Regions from separate parts of the Mus musculus genome. Here region 1 is linked to region 2. A link is a contact called in public promoter capture Hi-C data. All regions are on one chromosome and are shown on one strand. Each heading gives the region's core, a stretch centred on a gene start, on an enhancer-like site or on the middle of the called end of the contact. The rest is flanking DNA. Distances are from core to core; before and after follow the strand shown. Region 1 overlaps Vps8 (VPS8 CORVET complex subunit). Region 2 holds the start of Ephb3 (Eph receptor B3).

Region 1 (5,006 bases), core at 1,814-4,313, 240 kb before region 2:
CTTCCTAAACTTCGAGGCAGGAGAAGAGCAGAGCCTGGTCAGTGCTCATCCTACTGCACCCCCACAGGTCAGGCTGTGGGAAGAACGGACACTCACGGCTGCGGACACGATCTGTGCAGATATCCCCTTTAGAAGTGAATGTCGCATAACCGACCCATGCAGCGAGAAAGAGTCCGGCAACTTCTTCTTCCTAAGATAGAGAGAAACATTTAACAGATCGAAGGGCTGAAAAGGCAGGGTCCCACAGCTCTGAAAGAAGAAAATACATTTAAAAAGTAGAAAGGAACACTGTGTTGCTGTGATTAATTATTAATCATTATGTAGTTATTACTGTTAACTGATATTAAAAGATGTATAAAAGCCTAAAAGAACGGCATTCCGGTGTGCTCTGACCCACCTTGAGGCTCAGGCAAGAAAGAGAGTGAACTAACATTGGTCTCCCACTGCCCACCTGACAGAATCAGGCAGTCCTCCTGCTGCTGAGTCTGCATCACCTGCTTGCCTCAGGGCCTCTGTCCTCCTTCCTCCCCCTAACTGTGACAACTTGGAACACCTTCCCAACGCCCTCACCCACACTTGTCACTCGCTCTGTTGCTCCTGCTTATGGCTCCTTTCCCTCCGCCATCCTAAAGGGATCCTTAAACTTTTACCACACATTAATGGGGTGTTCCCATTCAGAGTAAAAGTGTGCTCTGCTGATCCAAGAATGAGAAGTCAGAGGCCGCCCTACTAGGATCCCTTAGCCTAGCAGGAGCTGATAGACAGCTCATAAAGACGAGAGCACAGAACTGTGAATGCCATGCAAATGGAGAATGTATCCTGCTTATTGGAAGCTATGAGGCACAGCTACCAGGAAAGAGCTGTCCAGTCCCAGATGGATGAGGATGTCAGGACACAGTGTGGGGAAACGACCACAAACAGGCATAGACAGGCTCCAAGTGCTAACGGTGCCAGGACTGATACCACCCAGGACTTCTGGCTATCAAGTTCCAGTCACGTCCAACTCCTGCCCAGGAGCACCACCAACACAGTTCACACAAAATCAGGAGGCTGTTCAAGCCCTGACGAGATTATGTGGGTGTGACCTTTTTTTCACCTAAGTTGCATGGTTCTCAAAGTGAGAACCTGTGACAATATCAAAAGGTCAGAAGAGAACACCATGGCTTTTAAACAGGGAATTCAGGCCATCAAAGACATCAGTCTGTTCGCAAAGCACTAAGCTATAATGAGGAGGTGGGCACCCCTACAAGGATCCCTGTCCAAGATGGCAGCCTCAGGAATACAGCCCTGACACAAGAGGAATCTACGAGGAGGAGCGCCGAGCACGTGGGCAGCAGTCCAGCCACACGTGGATTCAATAAAGCGGGTCACGCTGCGCTTCCTCCACGCCTCTCACGAAAGAACACTTCAGGTTCTCACAAGAATCTGGAACGTGAAAACAGCCCAAACTGAAGTTATTTAGAGTTCGAAGCCTTTTCCCCTGACTTTTAATCATCTCTGAGAGTCTCCTCTGAAACTGCTCCAAGGAAATGAAGAATTCTGGAGCTGACCTTGGAGAGTGGATGTGGGGGAGTTCAGCGAACATGGTCTGCCAGGCAGCCAAGCTCTGAAGAGTGTGCCCCAACTAGGCTATGCCCCCTCCAACAGCTGATTAATTACACTGTAGCATGAAGACAGTTACTTTAAATAATGAAACTATACTGCATCATGAAGACGCTGGCTTTAAAAGTCATATTAGACTGTACCATAAAGCTAGTGACTGTAAGTAACCATACTTTAGCCATGCGTTAAGTATGATTTACAAGAATACTCACCTCTTTAGGTTGGCCCTGTCGCCGCTGTCTGAGCTCGCCACAGATGAGGTATCGTAAGAGTGAGAGTCGATGGTGTCAACGTTTAACAAGGTAGGGTCCTCCAGAACGAAAGACTCATCTTCATCGTCCGTCTACATTAAAAGAAGATACAGCCATAAACTTAAGACTGTAAGTCCTCTGCACCAAAGGGAGCCGGGCACTGCTGGCCTCCCCACAGCACCCAAGGGCCTGCTTCTGCTCTTCCCTCCCCTTCCTGTGTATGCATCCTCATTCAGAGAGGCATGGCGCAGGACTCCCAGAATGAGTCCACACAGAGATCACTCTCTAAAGAGTTCATGAACTCCAAAGAGTTCTCTTACAGCAGAAGCAGCAGAGCAGCCGTGCAGACCACTGTTAGCTGCAAATACCTTTATAACTCCAGGCTGTGGGATGCTTTACTGAGACTAACAAGCACTGGCTAATTAGAAGAAAGCAAATGTCACTTGGCTGCAAATGTCTGCCATGAAAACATGACAGGTATACAGAAAGAAAGGCATTCTGGATGGGACACACATGCACAGAAACCTTGATCTCATAGCATGGGTTTTACGGGGGCGAAGTAAGTTGCCGTAAGTGACTGGAATATATGAGCAGAAACTGAAGAAGGTCAGACAGAGGAGCTGGGGTCCAGGCTATAAAAGGTGTTGTTTTCCATCATGTTGGAGGGCCTATGTCTGCCTTGTCTGCCACTGTATCTGCAGTAGCTATTACGAGGCGAGGCATGTACAGTACCCATGTATTATTCACTAGAGTGGCATCTACACTGGGTGGTGAGAAGTCTAGCAAGACTTTTAAGGAGCAGAGACGAGATGGGAACCCTGTTTTAGAAAGATAAATGGGGTCACATGCTGAATGAAGGGGACAGGGAGAAGCTATGGCAGGGGGAGTGTTAAAGACCAGGTAGACCAGCAGAGCTGACCAGCAGAGAGTCCGAGGTCCTAGCCGCTGCCCACCCTTAGTCAGCGGCCTCCATGCCGCACTCTCTACTGGCCATTCCCTACTGGAAACTCTCTCCTTGGTTCCCCACAGATGTGCCTCTTCCTGGACTCTCAGGTCATGTTTCCTAGCTTCTCCTCAGCTCACCACTAAACTGCTAATCCCCAGGAATATTTGTAGCCCCCTTCTCCTGCTACTCAGACACTCCCTACTTAAGCAAGCTTCTTCACAACCACAGCTAAGTGCCATGTGGTTATGGCTCTGAACTCTATCTTCAACATCAACATAAAGGAGTCTATAATTTCACTACATTCCAGAATTCTCCACCACACATATGTCTGCTAAGACTGAGTTTGTACTTGGCAAGGAGACAGTTACTTGAGAGCTGAGAGAGACTGCCACAATTGCTGTAGGAAAAGGAAATGATTTGGAAATAAGAACTACAGGGTAAAGGTCACAAGCAGGAGAGTCAATCAAAGCCTGGTTTGATTTTCTTAAGTAGCCTGGACGCATAATTAAATAAAACAGATCACCTGAGAAAAGCCAGGCTTACTGAAAGAAATGGAGAAGGAAATAAAAGGATTGAGGAAGCCAATGCTACACAGTAGAGATGTCGACTTTCCCCAAACTGTGTAAAACCCAGACACTCTTATTAAGTTGAACAGTGTACTCGATGGAAGCCCTGAACCTTGCATGGTGAAAATAAAAAACTTAGACGTCGCTCTCAATGGCAAGAGAGCTGGGACACGCCAACCACTGGCTATCAAGGCCTACGTTTGTTTTGTTTATTTACTGATATGTGGTTTATTTAGATTTATGAGCATGGTGTGTGTGTGTGTGTGTGTGTGTGTGTGTGTGTGTGTGCGAGCGCGCCCTTGTCTGAGTATTTTATCTGCAGATCTGTGCAAGTGCATGCATTATCTACAGAGAAAAGAACGCAGCATCAGATGCCTGGCAACTGGAGTTACAGACAATTGTGAGCCACGATGTGGGTGCTGGTAACCAAATCTGGGTCCTCTGCAGAGCAACACGTGTTCAGAACGACTGAACCAACTCTCGAGGCCCATATTACTGACTTTTTTTTTTTTATTTGAGACGGGTATCACGTAGCCTAGGCTAACCTTGAGCTCCCTTAAGCAGCTAAGAAGGACCTTGAACTCCTGACGACTGCTCCTCTGCTCCTCTCTTCCCTGTCTTTCCTCCTTGCCTTCTTAGTATGTGTCTGTGTATGTGTTTACCTGTGTGTATGTCTGTTTGTCTGTGTACATGTCTGTGTGTGTGTCTGTTTATATGTGTGTGTACCTGAGTATTTGTGTGTGCATCTATGTATATGTCTATGTCTGTGTGCATATACATGTATGTGCGTCTCTGTGTTTGTCTGTATGTCGTCTAAGTCTATGGGTGTGTGTATATATATATGTGTGTGTGTGTGTGTGTGTGTGTGTGTGTGTGTGTGTCATCTGAGTCTGTGTGTCTGTATGTATGTGTGTGATGAATCCAAGGCCTCACATGCTAGGCACATGTTCTACCACTAAGCTACACTGCCAGACTTAAGATCTAAAGTTCCAATCTTAGAATGTGACACTGGAGCAGTCAGACAGAGGAATTAAATCAACTCTCAAATAAATGATCCTCTGAGCTATAGCAAAGGTGACATCACAACCAAGAATATTCTCTCCAGCAAATGGTATCAGATCATACCTCATATTGATACACACAGAAAAAAGTCCAGATGAATCACAGAGCCAAATGTAAAAGGGAAAGCAATACAGATTTTGGAACAAACAAGACAATATCATCATGGCCTCAGAATGGCTAGATTTTCTGAAACACAGGAAACAAACAATGGGAGTCACAATGGGAAAGGTTAGAAAGCTGAACTCTGATAATATAGTTCCTGAGTATCAAATGGAAACAATAGTGGTGTAAAAAGCAGTAGAGTGAAAGAAGGCAAGCGTTGTGGGTTACATGTGATACAAAGACACCCACAAATCACTTTTAGAAAAAAAGTTTTCCACGAGATATTCAAACGGCCAAAACCCACTTCGAGGCATCCAATGTCATCAATCTTCAGAGATATTAAAATTAAAATCACTATGCACCTTTCATTAAGTATAAAAGACCAAAGAGGGGCACACAAATTCAACAGTTAACAGGCACATAAGCAACCAGACCTCTGGTACACTTCTCTTAAACATATTAAAGGAACACTTTGAC
Region 2 (4,541 bases), core at 640-3,139:
GGACCTGATACACACAGGTGACACACAGTTTAAGTGTATGTTTCAGAGTGCATGCACCAATGTTGCCTCTCCTGCGCTAAGATAGTCCCAGACCTGGGAACTCAATAGGCTCCCTGGCTCACACCCTTCAGGCAATCAACAACAAAGCCCTATGCTGGTTTCTCACGCCTGAGATCCTATCACACACATGTGGGTGAGTGGGTGAGTGTGTGTAAGTGTGGGTGCAACCTCTGTGTGTCTGTCTAAATTTGCATGTGTCCACCCATGTGAATAAATCCCTCAGCACAGTGGCACCAAAATTCCAAAGGCCAGAAGCCTCTCTGAACTGTTTCAGAGATTTTGTTTTTTCTTCCTAACCTTTAAGTTTACACTGTGAATTTATGGAAAGGAAACCAACTGCATAGGGATCGTATTTTGTTCCTCAACTAAAAAAGTGCATCTAACCAATACACCAAAAATTAAGTACTGCCTGCATTGCAATTTTCCCTCAAATTCTTTGCTGCCCTCCCTCAACATTGAGTTTCACCCCTGACTGAATAGGTTTACAATTTTTGTAACACCAGGGGACTGTATGTGCCTCTAGACTGTGTTAGTGACCTGTGCCGGTGTTCCCTGTGGGTTCATGTCAAGTGGCGTAAGTGTGAGCTCTCTTGTCTGGGCCAGCCACACTCGGGCTGTTTGTTTGTCCAAGTTCAATTTCTTCCCAGTAGCAGTCTTAGTAGGTTTCACTGAGCCCACAGACAAGGCTGACCTTTTCCCGCCGCTGATGACTAGTAGCCACTCGGCTCAGGTGCTCCCCGGGTAAATCCCTGTTGGTGAGGGTTCAATGGAAACCTAAGCCCTCCAAAGGTCCTGCTGGAGGTGGGGGTGGGGTGGGTCCGAGAAGGTTTACAACAGACACACACACACCTCTTGTGTTGCTGGCACTTGAAAAACCATAAACAATGACAGGCCCCCCTGCCTCTCCACCCCCGCAGCCATCCCCTGACAAAGCGGGGTGCACACAATCACGCTTACTGTTAACTACAACGGGTTCCCAACCAGTGCAGCCCCCAACCCGAGGAGCTTCGCTTCACCCGCCCAAGCGCCCAGTCCCGCAGCCCCCCCGCCTTGATGCTGAGTCGCCCACATTTCCTCGCCTTCCAGAGGTGCGAACCCCCGAGGGTCTCGTTCCTCTGCTTTGACTGTAGGCTATCCCTTCCAAATGGAAAGAAGAAAAAAAAAAAAACCCGAAAAACAAAAAACAACCCACGGCCGAACTGCTGCTTTCGGGAGTCGGTGCTGAGTCCTGATGCTAGCAGTTTCCCCAAAGAGGGCTGCGGAGCCGGCTCGAGCCTAGAGTCTCCTTGGACGTGTGCTCAGCCCACGGCCCCACACTGCGGGGCTCCCCGGTAGCGCGCGGGACCCCGACGCCGCTCACCTTCCAGCGCCCAGCAGCCGGCGGGAAGCAGCAGCGGCAGCAGCAGCGGAGCGAGCAGCGGCAGAAGCCCCGGCGGCGGGCGGGCTCCGGCCATAGCCCGGGGCGCTCGGTTGGGGGGCCGAGCCGGGCCGCGCCGGCGGGGCTGGGGACGCCCGAGGAAGAAGGCTCGCGCACAGTCCAAGAGATCCCGTCAGGGAGGGGGAGCAAAGCAGACGGGCTGCTCTGTAACCGAGGTGTCGCCCAACCCGGGACTCCGGGTAGATGCCGGCAGGTCGTTCCCGCGGGAATCTGGACGGACCGGTCCAGGAGGATCCGGGGCGCTGGGTGGCTTGATGCCCAATGACTCGGGAAGCGGAGGGCGCAGGTGGTCGCAGGTTCTCGGGGCACAGTCCACTGAGGCCGAGCTCAGATCCCGGGATCCTTGTGCGCTCGCCGTCCGGGGTAGGAGCCGGTATCTGGCTGCGCCGCTCACGTACTCACTTCTGCTGGTCCTCGCGGTGGAGCGGCCGCTCTGGGCGAGAGGGGCAGGGCTACCTGCCTGCCCGTCAACACTCAGGCCACGCCCCCAGAGGCCGGCCGCCCACTCACAGACCGCCCAGCCAGCTGGTTCTGCTGCGAGAGCACTCTGCTGGAGTTCAGTTGGCCGCTCTTCCACCGAGCCCACCCTCGGCGTCCTGGGGCTTGCAGCAGGAGGAGCCATTGAAAAGATGAATTAGACTGGGCGGAGCCACACTGTCAGTCAATCGGGTAACCCCGCCCCTCTCTCCTATTGGCGATTAGTAACCAGCTCCAGTCCTAGACGGTGATAACCAGATAGAACGAGCTGGGGGCGCCCCCCTGTGGTTAGCAGACCCATGGGATTCTGTCAAGAGGCTTTTTTTCTTCCAAGCACATCCAGACCCAGGACAGGCCTTAGCGAGTAGGGAAAGGAATGTGGGGCGTGGGAATTACCCACCCCGGCAGAGCCCGCTTCAAGGGACGCTCAAGGGTTTATTTATTCGTCTATTCGATTGTGATAATTTATTAGAAAATATTTTTTGGGCACCCACAATGTTTCAAAGTGGCTAGAGCAGAGAAGCGTTTATTATCCCGGAGCCATGTGTTAACTGGTGGAGGTGGGTTTAAAACTCACAGCGGGGCTAACAAGCATTCCTGCCGGGAAAGAACCTACCTTTTCGAAGCACAATGTTAGGTCTAAGGAAACGGGATCTAAGTGACAGTATACAAGATGGATGAGTAATAGTGTATTGAGGATGGGAGGCAGTGCTCCGGGCAGAGAACATACACTTTTGTGTTAAGACCTAGAATCGAAGAAAAAAAATGTTCAGAATAAAGTTCAGAATCGCTTGAGTGCAGAGTTAGAGCGGAGAGAGGGTGAACCGGCTGAGGAGAAGTAGATGAGGAGGGGCCCGGAGGATACGATTTTGGACTCACAATGTAGCCTTTCTCTTGAAACAGGGGGACATTACATTATCAGATTGGCATGTCTGTCCTGGGAGGATGACAGGCAGAGACAGTGGTGGAATCCTGGGGGCTAGTGAAGGGGCCATGTAGTGGAAGGGAGGGTGGTGGCTTAGACCATGACTAGAAGGAAGAGCCAACAAGTTAAGTTTGAAGTGTATTTGTGCCTAGGTGAATGAGAGAGGTGCCGGGGTCGGAAACATCAAAGAGAGCCTCTAGGTTACTGTGATGGACTTCTGCCGGTTCACTTTTAGAACATTTACAAGGTGTAATAAACACCCTGAAACAATACCTCACACTTATTCAGGGTAGGTGTTATTATAGCCTCATTTTACAGACAAAACTGAAGAAAGAAAGTAAAAGAAAATACATAGACAAACTGGCGTGTACAAAGGCTTGGCAGCTTGCCCCAAGTTACAGGAGCTGAACCCAGGACAGTGTAGTTACAGACACTCTGCTTTATTAAAGAACTAAGGAGCACCTTAGCATGTGTTCAGAACCTCAAGCTGTCCCTTCCCACCTCACATGCTAGGATTCAGAGTATCTGCAATGTGGAGCTCAGGATTCTGTATTCTAACAAGTAGGTGGTTCTGATGTGTACTGAATTCTAAAGTCGTGACCACCATGCATCCTCTCATGGGCCTAAGGGGTGACCATCACTCCATGGTCCCTCAGAGCCTTCCGTACCTCCCCCCATGGTTTCTGGGCCAAAGAAGGAGAGTTGAGTTAGAGATGGGCTCAGAAACACGATAGACAGACTGACTTGTCCCTCTGATCAGGAAGCACCCTTAAGACTCCAGTTCAGACAAACCAAAGCAGGGTGGGGTAAGGTCATGGGTCCAGAGCCTAAGGGTATTGCTTTGAAAGAGCTTTGTCTCTCTGGGCAAGGCTGAGGTGGGTGTGGATGCATGAAGCTGGGGTGGGGGTTGCCTTATTCAGAGGCTCTGACCTATTGAGTTCTAAAAGCTTACAGAAAGCTCTAGTCCACCGGAGGTATCTTAGAAACCGTCATATCCAGTTCTCAGTTGTGGGACTGGAGATCCCAAGATGGAGAGCAGGGACTGCTTGCCCTATAGCCCTGGAGATCTGGTTGATGTTGACCATTGTGATTTTTAGCAGGTGGCCTGGGGGTAACACATCCCAATTAAAGCCTTGCTTATTGTAAGGCAGATCTGTGAGGCTGGCACTCCTGTTTACTCAACATCTGTGCCAGGCTTGGCCTCACCCTAGACAAACAGCCCACCAGGCGGCAGGCACCAAGCTCCTTTGTTCTTGGGTATGATAGCAAAAGCAGGTAATGGGGGCCTGTCCTCACCGGATGTTGGCACCATGGTTCCCACGGGAATGCTTCCTGACCTTAGATGTTGACAGACTGGAAAGCATCAAAGTTCTGATGGCAGCAGCAGCCAGTGGCAAAGGCTGATGAGCTGGCAACAAAGGGTTGGAGATGGGGGCAGATGGACATACTGGGACTGGAAATCAATATGCAGAAGGTCCCTCTTTCTCATGTTTCCAAGTTGAGATGCTGAGCAACCCAGCAACTGGGCTCTGGCCTAGGACTTTGAAGGGAAGAGGAAGAGCTCTGCTATGCTAAAACCATTTCTCTGACCACATCATTGTTTGCCGGGTTTGATTTTAGGAGAAAGCTTGATGCTCAGAA

The links. Promoter capture Hi-C pulls out the DNA fragments that hold promoters and counts their contacts.
Region 1: a contact with region 2 is called in a promoter capture Hi-C map of cranial neural crest. The contact joins the enhancer-like site here to the promoter of Ephb3 in region 2. A contact is called at or near these places in 9 of 39 promoter capture datasets (cranial neural crest, embryonic stem cells, frontonasal cranial neural crest and 5 more), 1 of 15 datasets of contacts at CTCF or cohesin (embryonic stem cells), 2 of 484 Hi-C or Micro-C datasets (bone marrow-derived macrophages and cerebral cortex), 24 of 115 datasets of contacts at active chromatin or transcription factors (bone marrow-derived macrophages, craniofacial prominence, embryonic basal ganglia and 12 more) and 3 of 9 other capture datasets (adipose tissue, embryonic stem cells and liver).

What each region holds. Positions count from the first base shown.
Region 1 is chr16:21,439,273-21,444,278 of GRCm38.p6, reverse strand. It overlaps Vps8 (VPS8 CORVET complex subunit), which reads right to left. Exons shown (of 47, transcript NM_001285893.1): 4 at 1,815-1,945; 5 at 97-190. Among named protein-coding and RNA genes, the nearest start is that of Vps8, 19 kb to the right of the region's middle. Within about 2 kb of position 3,063, at least 13 of the 459 cell types and tissues checked have an H3K27ac peak or open chromatin away from gene starts, as enhancers often do.
Region 2 is chr16:21,202,143-21,206,683 of GRCm38.p6, reverse strand. Ephb3 (Eph receptor B3) reads right to left here and starts at 1,889. Exons shown (of 16, transcript NM_010143.1): 1 at 1,421-1,889. The coding sequence starts at 1,514.